Regions from separate parts of the Xenopus laevis genome. Here region 1 is linked to region 2. The links are chromatin contacts, called in public Hi-C maps. All regions are on one chromosome and are shown on one strand. Each heading gives the region's core, a stretch centred on a gene start, on an enhancer-like site or on the middle of the called end of the contact. The rest is flanking DNA. Distances are from core to core; before and after follow the strand shown. Region 1 holds the start of thoc1.L (THO complex 1 protein L homeolog). Region 2 holds the start of tyms.L (thymidylate synthetase L homeolog).

Evidence for each region. A called contact is a pair of places that touch in the nucleus more often than the background predicts.
Region 1: a contact with region 2 is called in a Hi-C map of the XL177 cell line, with 5 times the contacts expected there. The contact joins the promoter of thoc1.L here to the promoter of tyms.L in region 2. A contact is called at or near these places in 2 of 4 Hi-C or Micro-C datasets (the XL177 cell line and the XTC cell line).

What each region holds. Positions count from the first base shown.
Region 1 is chr6L:115,215,254-115,221,905 of Xenopus_laevis_v10.1, forward strand. thoc1.L (THO complex 1 protein L homeolog) reads left to right here and starts at 4,453. Exons shown (of 21, transcript NM_001089021.1): 1 at 4,453-4,524; 2 at 6,203-6,276; 3 at 6,358-6,418. The coding sequence starts at 4,477.
Region 2 is chr6L:115,051,483-115,057,549 of Xenopus_laevis_v10.1, forward strand. It overlaps tyms.L (thymidylate synthetase L homeolog), which reads right to left and starts at 1,782. Exons shown (of 8, transcript NM_001103189.1): 1 at 1,685-1,782; 2 at 1,385-1,529. The coding sequence starts at 1,732.

The DNA of each region.
Region 1 (6,652 bases), core at 3,203-5,702, 170 kb after region 2:
ATTATGATTACAGCCATTATGCCACCTAGTGTTGAATCATAGGTTATGCATTCCTTCCTTTTTGCACCTGGGCACCATTTACCAACATTTTCTTCCATCTACTCCCTCTCTCCACCATATTTAGGACTGAGTGTGGCCTCTGTAGTCTTCTACTTGTTAAAGATAAGGAAAACCATTTAGGGGTAGCACCTACTCCAAACCCTTAAACTGAGCATACATCATCTATTTGATGTGGCCACGCGAGATGGCCAGTTATTAGTTTCACCAAATGTAAATATTTGGCCCTTACGTCACATGGGGGGGCCAGTAATACATGGCCCCTCAAAACTGACCAATGCACAGGCCTGGCAAAGGTCCGGGCCTAGGGCAGCAAGATTTTAGGGGTGACATGCCGCCCAACTGCAACCTAAGAAGCACTAGGGATGAATACTCCTGTATGCGGGCCGGAACTAGGGGTTGGGCGCAAAGGCGGAGGGGCGCCAGGCATGTACCTCTTCTGCCTCTGTGTCCTGGTTTGGGTCTCAGTGTTTCCCACCTCCGGCAGCACTATTTTTTTCCTGCTGATTGTCGTCTGAATGCACTTTCCCGTGCATGCAAACGTGCGCTCGTCCCCACGCTCTTCTGGGCATGTGCATGCGAACGTGCGCTCATTCAGATGCGTGCCCGACAGTAGAGGCGACATAGCTGGCAGGGCTGCCTAGGGCACCCAGCCAGTTTGGCCCGCCACTGCCTGTATGCGTAATCCCCAGTGCTCAGGTGCATTTGAGTGCCCAGAGGGGGGGGGTGCCTTTTGTAGGCGCTGGGCACTAAGACCCAGCTGCCTAGGGGCGCCCAAGCTAGGACCCAGCTGCCTAAAGGCGCCCAAGCCAGAAACCCGGGCCTGCCAATGCAATGCAGTGCAAGCTAAGGAGAGGTATCTGCCCAGCTATGAGCACCTTAACTTGTTTGTCATGGGCTTCCATTACCTCCTTCTGCTCTACATTACGTTAATCCACTGGAGCTTCTATTTTTGATCTTGTACACAACATGTTAAAGATAACATAACAGATATTCCTTTAAGGGGTGTTTCAGAGCCAGTCACCCTGAATTATGCTTGTTACTGCTGTCGTTCTTCTCTTTGGCCTGTCAATATTACCGTCATGAAACATAAGAAAGGTGCATATATCATTTATAAGGGCTCACAGACAGACAAAATGCTTTGACAACACACCTATGAACCAAGTTGAGAAGGTCATTGGAGGATCCTCTGGCATCAGTTGGGCCCCTGGCTCTGGAGTCTTATTCTAAGAATGAATCGCTATGGTTACAGGACTACAGCCTGAAGCCTTGAAAGTGTGGTGGAGAATTTGAGCAAAACACAGGAATTTAGCTCATTTGTCCAGAACCAACTTAAAGGTCAAAAATTTGGCCAAGGCCCTTGTTGAAGGTTCAACCTTTGACCAGGACATCCTTGAGGGTTCAACCTTTGGTTAGGGCCTTTGTTGAAGGTCTAAGCTTTAAACAGGGACCCCTTTGAAGGTCAGACCTTTGCCTAGAGACCCCTGTGATGGTCCAACCTTTGGACAGTTCTGGCAGGCTGTAATACCTTTTAAGGAACTTAATGACAATTCTTCACAAATTAGCTCAACTAGTATATGCCCACTGGCTGCTGGTTCCCAGAGTAAATAATCAATCGGTGGTCCTTGAGGCTTCGGTAACAGGTTTCTTTGAAGCTGTTGCAAAACTCCCCAACCATGGAGACTCCTTTTACTATGTTGTTACTCCTGCTATGACAAAGTTCAGGGTCTGACTGGAGCATTGGGGGCCCACAAGGGCTGCAATACAAAGGGCCCTCCTGGCAGTCACCAGGGGCCCCTTCTGACCTCCAAACTCCGCCCACACAGGTGCGAATTTGTCATGCTGCGCATATGCACGAATGTCGCGGCACAACACCTGTTCTCTAAGGGCCAGCAGATCTAGGGAGCAGGTCTAGGCCTCTGGCCCAGTCCGACCCTGACAAAGATCCTACAGGCCTTTTGCAAGTCTCAGAAGTTAGTTTGGGGCTCCTCTAACGCCTGGTCTCCCTGAACCGCCTTATGGGGCAATAACCATCTCCCATACTTTCATTCCGTACCAGATATTTCTAGATGGACCCAGTTGGGAATTAAAACTCTGGGGGAAATTACTTTTGGTGGAGAATGCAAAAGCTATGAAGTATTACGACGAAAGTTCCACCCTCCTCCAGAGAGACTACGATATCTGCAGAAACTACATGCCTTCTCTGTACAATTCCCCACAAGGGCCATAAACTTAGTGCAGGCATGTCTAAAGTCCGCCCCGGGGGCCAATTGCAGCCCATTTTCAAATTTACACCGGCCCGCAGCCTGTCTGGAAATTAATAATAATGCTGCCCACCAGCGCAGTGCAATCAGGAATTAGTGAAATGATCTACCACTTGGTCTATACTGCTGCATGTGTGCTGAAGGTGTTGGCAATAGCACATACTAACACCTTCAGCACACAGGCAGCAGTATAGACCAAGTGGCAGATCATTTCACTAATGTGCCCAAATATTACTGCTACGGCTACACGATTCCTTGTTTAAATGAGTTAAATGATGTTAATGGCTCAAAGAATGTCAGGCTGAATGGTCGGCCCCCACACATTTTCACCTCACCAAATCTGGCCCTCGTGGGAAAAAGTTTGGACACCCCTGATTTAGTGGAAACAACACTTGAGGTATATTGGCATAGACAAGAATTGAACAAACCTCTGTCCTGGCTGTAAATTATACTGGCCACATAGAGCCCAGCACCCTTAGAAAAGACTAGGGTGAAATGGCAAAAGGATATCCCTATCATAAAGGGATAGTAACATTTAGCTAGCAGATGAGTTCTCTAAACTGCTGGTTCTAACTCCTGAAACAATATAACACTAAGCAACTTCCCAATATCCATTCATTCCCCATTCTCACTGGGTTTATAGACATGTGTAAATGTCATTGCTTTTGTCTGTCAGCATCTGTCTGTCCCTTTCTGTCCTCTGAACCGTTGGCTCTGACTCCTGAAACACCTACTTTAAGAAACTTCCCAATAAAAACCATGCATTCCTCATTCTCATTCTGTTCTCTGAACTGCTGGTTCTGACTCCTGAAACAATGTAACTCTAAGTAACTTGACAAAATCCGTTCCGTGGTATAGCAGGTATAGTAGGGAGAGATGGTGCCTAGAGTAGCAGTGGGATAATAGTCTCTGGGAAGGGACTGTGGCTGTGGGATAGCAGGTATAGTATGAAGAAATGGTACCTATAGTAACAGTGGGATAATAGTCTCTGGGAAGGGACTGTGGCTGTAGGATAGCAGGTATAGTAGGGAGAGATGGTGCCTATAGTAACAGTGGGATAATAGTCTCTAAGAAGGGACTGTGGCTGTGGAATAGCAGGTATAGTAGGGAGAAATGATGCTTATAGTAACAGTGGGATAATAGTCTCTGGGAAGGGAGTGTGACTGTGGGATAGCAGGTATAGTAGGGAGAGATGGTGCCTATAGTAACAGTGGGATAATAGTCTCTGGGAAGGGACTGTGACTGTGGAATAGCAGGTATAGTAGGGAGAGATGGTGCCTATAGTAACAGTGGGATAATAGTCTCTGGGAAGGGACTGTGACTGTGGAATAGCAGGTATAGTAGGGAGAGATGGTGCCTATAGTAACAGTGGGATAATAGTCTCTGGGAAGGGAGTGTGACTGTGGGATAGCAGGTATAGTAGGGAGAGATGGTACCAGACAAATAGCTCTGTCTGCATGACTTTTATATTAATGTTGAAATGGTAAATAGCAGGGGCTACTAAGGTAATAGCATGTTCTAAGGCCTAAGGGTTTGACTAATAACATTTCATCGGAGAACAAGGGACAATTAAATAAACAGTCATATTGGAGCTGAAAATGAGCCTGGACAACTTTTATAAATCCCTCATAAATCCACTTTGCCAATAAGATTGTGCATGTATTTAGCGACAGGTAGGGGCAGTGTATCACTTTAACACGAGTGACAAGACTAGAACTTGTACAGAACATACCTTCTCGTCATTGTTTTAATCTCAAAATATCGCTGCTTTGTGTTACTTCCTGAACTAAACAGGGCAACTAGGGAAATACAAGAGACTCCAGCAGCTATAGGGGCCCGGCGTCCCTGTCGACAAACAGCTTCAATAGATTTTTAAATACAAATGTCTAGTTGCCAAAGTTCGGGACTAGGGAGGCAAAATTCGGTTCTGTGTGGGACACTGCTTTGAAGTTAAAAAGTACATCGCCACGCCTTTCTCAGGTCACCAGAACTTTGCGTTCAAAATGATCATTACATATAAGTCCGCCACAACCATAGAGTCGGGATTCTAAACCAAGAGGAGCGCTCCGAACGTCAACCGGAAGCTCGTGAGCGGAGACGATTTGATGCTATGGCGTCATCATACATCGACGGTGGTTGTGAGAAAGGGAGCAATATGTCGCCGTTGTCGTTTTGCTCGACTGAAGCAAAAAATAAATTCACGGTGAGCTGTAATTTTATACTTATACAAATGTGTGTACGGCTGCTGTGTATGTTTCTGTTGTCTGTACACACACTCTCTCTTTTTTCCTGAGACTGGAGTCTGCGCCCTGCAGCGCTTTACCTGATCTACATTAGTGTAATGTTGTAATTTGGCCGCAGCTGTACAGACAGATACTAATAATCTTAATCTGGCAGCAATTTATAATGAAACAATTAAGTGGCATTTTATTCGATATCACTTTACACTCAGTCAAGGATAGAGCTCTCTTTCTTTCTCTCTCTCTCTCTCTCTCTCTCTCTCTCTCTCTATATCCTTAAATTTATATTACGACATCACTCGTGTAACCAACGTTTCGGCCCTCACTGGGGCCTTTATCAAGGATCATCATCCTTGATAAAGACCCCAATAAGGGCCAAAACTTTGAATACAAGAGTGATGTCTTAATAAAATTGTTTGATTCACATAACTTTGGAGTGCTGGTCCGTATTGAAGGTTATACATTCTAATTGATCACAGCACCCACTCGATTATTGGAGGAAGAGTGTGGGTACTTACAGGACAATTTTTATATATATATATATATATATATATATATATATATATATAAAATCACATCCGTAGAGTATGCTCGGCAGTGAATAAACATTTCCAATTGTACAGGCTTATTGTCTAAGGCAGGGGTGCCCAGACTTTGTCACCTCGCGACTTACTCTTGCCACCTGATGCCATCATGAGATCTACCTTAACTCATAGCAGGATGGCGACGACTTTTTTTTTTTTTTACACGCAACTATTTATACATTGAATTCTATGGGCGGGCAACTTTTTCTTTACATGCTACTATTTATTTTTAGACGCAACTATTTATTTTTTCTTTGGAGATGTAACAAAACCAATGAAAAGGCTTTATACATATACATACACAATGTATTTGTTTCAGGTACACTAAACTCTATACATTAGGAAACCAAGATATCATGCAGTAAGAATTCTAGGAGGACATTATGAAGTGATACCATAATGCAGGTTGAGCACAAGCTACTGTTCCCAGCCAGGTGAACTAGGGAATTCCCAGTTGCATTCTGGTAATACCAGCAGGGGGCGCAAGTTCTAAGGGTCCATGCAGGGAAAGAGAAGAAGGTGTCAGATAAGTATTCTATCAGGTTTCCAATGAGGTGGGGAGACACAGGAGAAGGATGAACAGTAGTAGGAGGAGGTGGAGGCATAGCCAGTCCCTACCTTTCATTAGGGAGAGCTCAGCCTTCCTCCTTTCCCTCTCCAATGCCGCACTGCGGGGCTTGTGGAACAGTTCGTATCGGCCTGGAGACAGGAGGCGCACCAGGAGTCTCATGTTGCAACTTATGCCGTCACCATCAGGAAGCGCCATTTTAACTCCTGGCAGGTCGCGGTCTACCAGGAACAAACCCGGGATCTACTGGTAGACTGCGATCGACGTCCTGGGCACCCCTGTTCTAAGGTGACAGAACATAAATATTAAATTGGATTATTAAAAAGTATGCAATGACAGGGTCCATTTGAAGCTTTCTTTTCTTTATAGATTGTACCATCCCATTATTCGTGAACATTTCTCCAGTTGATGTGCTAATGTCATAGTGTTACAGTTGTGATCAATAAATACATACATTTCAGCTCATTTTTAAGTTTCCTTTTTTCTTAGGCTGCCACCAGAGAAGCAGTAGGGTGCAAGAACCTCAAACCTTTGCTGAACATATTTAGCCAGCTGCCTGGAAGGTACATTTATAAATGAAAGAATAGCCTGTGAACTAGGCCTTGTGTTTCCTTATTTGACTTGGACTAATGTTTGTTTTTCAGTGAAAATGAGAAGAAGCTGGCACTCGATCAAGTATTTAGAGTTGTTCTAGAGGAGGAAATTGTAAGTCAACTATACCATAAAAAGTAGTATTTTTTTGACCTTCAATCCACTGCAAATGCAGCATATTGTAAAGCACACCGGTAATTTGAAAAAGTATTAAAATATTAAAAAAAAAAATTATATATATATTATTTTTTTTGTTTTTTTTTCTCTGAGAATACATAACCCAGCTACAAAAAAATCAAGAACCATTTCCTATCATAAATAAAATAAATCTTAGTACTCATGGCAGGT
Region 2 (6,067 bases), core at 532-3,031:
GAGGGTTTTAGTAATTTTAATCAATTTGTATGATATTTATAAAGATAGTCACATTGTTAAACAGGTTGTGAAATTGATATTGATACTTTTGTTATGCTTTTAACATTGTTGCACTACTATTTAAATAATTTTAAAGTATTTTGTATCGACCACCACAAGAGGTCGCTGTTTAAATGTCTATAAATATGCACATGCTCTATGGTTGGGTATCACTGAGGAAGGGCCATGCGGTCCCGAAACGTTTGATCAATTGTAAAGTGTCTGGAAGCACCTTGAATAAATGTGGGAGCACCCCTTTTGAAAGCAAGCACAGGTATTGGCAATTTTTTCCTTGAATCCACTACTGGCGAGTGGCTAGGCCAGGGCCATATATACCTGTATCCCCTGCATCGTTGTTTCATGAATATTATTTTATTAAACCCCTGGCCACCAATGTATTATTTTAATACTCTATAGGCCCCTGCCACCAATGTTTTTTAAAAAAATATTCTCTGGGGCCTGGTTTCTTTTTAACTTGTCAGGGGGCCCCTGACGCCAATGTTTTGTTTTGTTTTCTTTTCAAAAGATACTTTTATGGGGGCCCAACATTTTTTTTTTTTTATCCATCGGGGGCCCTGACCACCAATGATTTTTAAAAACAATTTATGGGTGCTCTGGTGCCAATTTTTTTTTGTTTAACTTTTAGGGGGCTTTCTATAGCTTGTATGAGGGAGGGTTTACCGTTTCTTAGCGCTGATGTCTATGTTGTGGGGCTTGGGGGCTGGAACCCCAAAAATTTTGTGGTATAGCCCTGTGATTTCTAATGGTGGCCCTGCTCATACCAGTAAGAATGCCTTTTATTGCACGTCCCAATAAACAGTCTACAACGTGTGACACTTTGTGATATCGGAATGCAATCCCATATAGGCAGTGAATTTCACTTGGAGCAAGTTACTAAGCTGCTCAGAACAATGAGACTAATGTACAGCAGCTGTCTGAGTAGAAAAGTCTTCTTTACACCAAGTGACCCAGGTACAGGAGGGCCCAGCCTTGATCCAGAAGAAAAGAAGGAAATTTATGCTGGGGCGCTAAGTATTCTGGGTGCAGACTGTAGAACATATAGGGGTGTGGGTACGTGGGACCCAGTCACTTGACGGATTTCGAACACTCCCCTCACAGTAATGTGACAGCTCTCCAGCTACAGCCTATCCCGGGATTGAATTCTGGCGCGCACCAATGAGAAGTGAGCTTGGTTGCCCAATCAGAGCTCAGCGCGGTCTATTAGGACAGAGAAAGAAGAATGGATCCAATAACAATCTATAGTGACCGAGTCAAATAATAAATAAGGGAACGCAATGCCTCTGCCTTATAATTCCGGTAATGTTTATTTCACCGGAGGACATACCTCGCAGGCTGTAGCGGGCTTGCATGCCGAACACAGAGACGGTCCCGGTACCGGTGCGATCTTCCTTGCGGTGCCCGTGCTCTAGAATATATTTGATTTGATCCAAGTACTGCAACTCGTCCCGATTCTCCGCCTTCCCTGCTCCCTAAACAGAGACATTCGTTTAGCACAAGCGCAGCACACAAAGCCCTCCTCTCCCGCTGGAACATTGCTGCTACATATAAGTTCCGTGCCTCACTAGCAAACTCATAACACTGGCCGTGTCCCGCTGCAGTTCACTCCTGTACGCACTGTACGTACCTGCTCCGGGCAGCTTGAGGCGGCGGTGGACTCGGAAATCACTGGCATGTTAGTAGTTCGGTGCTGCTGTTACCGTCTCCTGTCCCTCTGCTCTTTCCACTTTTTGGCGGGATTTTGCGAGAGGGGCGGGAATGTCACATGACCTGAGACATCGCCACAAAAAAACGAGATTAAAAATATAGATTTTTTTCAATTTTAATTTTCACATTTTTTGAAATTCATGCAAAACAAACCAGATGAAAGTCTGTATTTACAGGGAGTTCACTTAGTGAGTTTTAATCTTTTTTGTTGTTGCTTTCCTTGAATTGGAAAAAAACATATATGGTGAATAAAGTACCCCCTCTTGTAAAATATAAGGATATTATAAGTTACCGAGGAGTTTCATGACCATATAAAAACACGAGGCCGAAGGCTGCGTGTTTTTATACAGGTCATGGAACTCCGAGGTAACTTCTAATATCCTCATATTTTGCAACTGGGGGTACTTTATTTATTATAACACACAAGTTTTAGTGAGTTATGTGACAGAAATGACATCACTACTCACCGTTTATAACTGATGACATCAGAACTCACCGTTTATAAGGATATAATTTACAAGATATTCATGGCTTTTGTGTATTATATAGTGTATAATTCTATTTATGTACCTATCCAGCTGCTAATTGACACTGCAGGAGATTTATTTAGTTCCCCTTCACACAGTTTCCCACGGTTCCCTTGAACTTACCAATAAATAAATATATAAATATATATATAGTGAATAAAGTACCCCCTCTTGTAAATTATAAGGATATAAGTTACCAAGGAGTTTCATGACCATATAAAAACTCGAGTCCGAAGGCCGAGTGTTTTTATACAGGTCATGGAACTCCGAGCTAACTTCCAATACCCTCATATTTTGTTTTGGGGATACTTTATTTATTATAATACACAAATTTCAGTGAGTCATGTGACAGAAATGACAACAGAATTCACCGTTTATAACTGATGACATCAGAACTCTCACCGTTTATAAGGATATAATTTACAAGATATTCATGGATTTTGTGTATTTTATATATATATATATATATATATATATATATATATATATATATATATATATACACACTCCACATTCCAGGGGGGCCCAGGAGCAATTTCAACATATGTTGCTAAAAAGACATGTTGAGAGCCCTAAAATTAATTTGCTGTGGGGCCCAGCAACATGTGGTTATGCCACTGGCCACATGGTCAACTTCATCTTCTACAGTATAAATCCTGTAAGCATAAAAACAACTAGAGGTCACCATCTTGACCACCATAGAGTGGTCAACATCCCATCGAATGCACGCTCTGGTCATGCCTGGTTACTTCAATTGCCCTAATAACACCCCAAATGCTGTAAATTTTGAGTGTTGCAGTAACATTTGGGTGACTTTCCTTGCATTTTCAGTGGATGAGGGTTGTGTTTATAGTAGGAAAAAAAGCAATGGACAGTCTCTGCCTGACCTAATCTTTTTCACAACTACGCCTGCCAGGGTGGGAAAGGTGTCCTAGGACATTGTAAGATAATTAGGCCAATCGGTGTGAATGTCACAGTTCATGAAAGTGGCGCTAAAGGGTACCGAGTATGGTGTAGACCACACTCACATTATTGTTCCAATTCATGCATTCTGTCTTAAGTATGCAGTTACCTAGTTACCTACGTTGGGTTGAAAATAATTCAAGTTCAAAAAGATCCACCGCTAGCTGTCTGGCCGCTAGCTGTCTGGCCTGTAAAAATGAGGGTTGATCCCAATGTTATATAGGGAGGCTGGTATATTTTTTCCAGAAAAGGTCGCAACCCTAATAACGTAGTAATGTAGTTGTAAAGAGTAATTATGTCTCCTCACAAGTGTCTTTTTTTCCAGAGAAAACCCCAAACTCCCCTTGTAATGTCAGTCTTCCATCCCCTTTACCGGTTTAGTTGCACGTCTCTGCACTCTCTTACGCTCATTAATAGCCTTCTTAAAGGAGAACTAAACCCCCCCCCCGTACCAAAAAATTCCCTCCTAACTGCCTGGCATTGTCCCCCTCACCCACTGTGCATTATTAAAAAAAAAATCTGACTCTAAAATGCAGAGCAGCGCATCAGCGCTAGAGGGCGCCATTTTCCACCACTTTGTATTCTTTCCAGGGCCGGATTTACGTAGTGGGCAGGGCCGGATTTACATAGTGGGCGCCCCTAGGCCCACTACCGGTCATCACCCCTGTCCCCTCTAGGGGGACAGGAGCAATGGGGATTGGCACACGGGAAATGTATTAAATTATGGTATCTCCAGCGCATCCCCAGTGTTTTTGAACAAATGTGGGTGTGGTTGGGCAGCATGCCGCCCCCCTAAAATCCTGCCGCCCTAGGCCCGGGCCTAGGTGGCCTTTCCACAAATCCGGGCCTGGTAGTGGGCACCCCTAGGCCTGCTGTTGTTCGTCACCCTGTGCCCTGCCTTTTATTTGCTCAAATTTTAATCATTGGGACAGGAGCAATAGAGATCGGCGCATGGGAGATTTAAAAAAAACGATTGTATCTCCTGCGCATCCTCAGTGTTTCTGAACCAATGTGGGTGTGGTTGGGCAGCATGCTGCCCCCTAAAATTCTGCCGCCCTAGGCCCACTCCACAAATCCAGTCCTGATTGGCCCAACTGAACATGCTCCTGCAGGCTTTGTGTCAACATTGAGTTCCGAAAGAATATGAAGCGGTAGAAGATGGTGCCCTGCAGCTCCGCTGCGCTGCTCTGCAATTTAGGGTCAGATTTTTTTAAGGTATTTTTTTTCACTAATACACAGTGCAGGGAGGGAGAGGGGATGAGGGGCAATGCCAGGCAATTAAGGGGGTTTTAGGTACAGGTGGTTTAGTTCTCTATTCTGATTCTAATTGCTGTGATAATGGCTCATTTCCCCGTGAGACCTCCCTGCTGGACCTGTGTGGAGCTGTTACAAGCACTGAGGGCAGTCTTTGCCAGATAGCTGAACTCACCACACTTGGAATCCACAAAGCTGCTTTATGTGGGCTGCATGGACAAATGTAGCAGTGGATGTATAAGTGCTGCAGGTCAGAAATAATATTCCTTGTCCTAACCTCAGGAACATAAAAGGATGCTGGGAGGAACTGGCATCACACATCAGGAAGGAATAGGAGGAGGTTTTTACAAACAAGGAAATTCAGAGCCTGCCGGCAGCCGTATTGCTTTGGCCACTAGATGGCAGCATAATAATGGGTAAGCATCTAAGCATTAAACATACACAACAAAACAAGCTGGGACAGCACATTCTCCTTTAAGGACTAGATCCCAAAACTGCACTGCATACTCCAGGTGAGGCCTTACCAGGGACTTATAAAGTGGCAAAATTATGTTTTAATCCATTGAGTTAATGCCCATTTATGCAAGACAGAACTTTATTTGCTTTAGGTGACACTGTGTGACACTGCCTACAGTTACACAGCTTATCTAGAAAAAATAAACATCTTTCACAAATAAGAAAAAAAGGCGCTTGCGGGGGGACATGATTACACTTTACAAGTACATTAGAGGGCATTATAGACAAATGGCAGGGGACCTTTTTACCCATAAAGAGGATCACCGTACCAGAGTCTAGCCCTTCAGACTAGAGGGAAATAACTTGTATTTGAAGCAACATAGGGGGTTATTCACAGTCAGGACAGTGAGGTTGTGGAATGCACTGCCGGGTGATGTTGTGATGGCTGATTCTGTTAATGTCTTTAAGAGTGTAGATTTTAGTATCCTAATATCCTTGGATATTATGTTTGTTCAAGAAATCATCCAAGCCAATTAGTATAGCTATTGGTATGTATAGTTTGTGTGAGTGTAGGTGCTGGTTTTCATTTGGACGGGTTGAACTCAATGGACTTTGGTCTTCTTTCAATCGAACTTAACTATGTAACTATGTAACAGTGTATAACTCGCATTTATGTTGAGTGCAAAACCATGCATTTATCAACACCCAACCTCATTTGCCACTTTGCTGAACAGTTTTCCAATTTAGTCAGATCAATCTGAAAAGTGGCATCAGCATGCAACTTATAGTTTTGCACAATATAGTCGCATAAGCAGAGATAGAGACAATTAGGGGGAGATTCATTAAGGGCTGAATAGTAAATTCAAATTTTCCGAATTTTTTTTGGGTCAAAACTCTTAAATTCAAATTGTGAGTTATCCAAACTCGATTTGAATTTTAATTCAAATTCGAATTTTGAGATTTATCAAATCTATACCCTGGGAATAATTCGAATTCGACTCTTCTCCACCTAAAACCAGTCGAGTTCATGTATAAGTCAATGGGAGAGGTCCAGTGACCAAATTGAAGATGTTAATAGCTTTCGAGTTTAGTCGAATTCCATT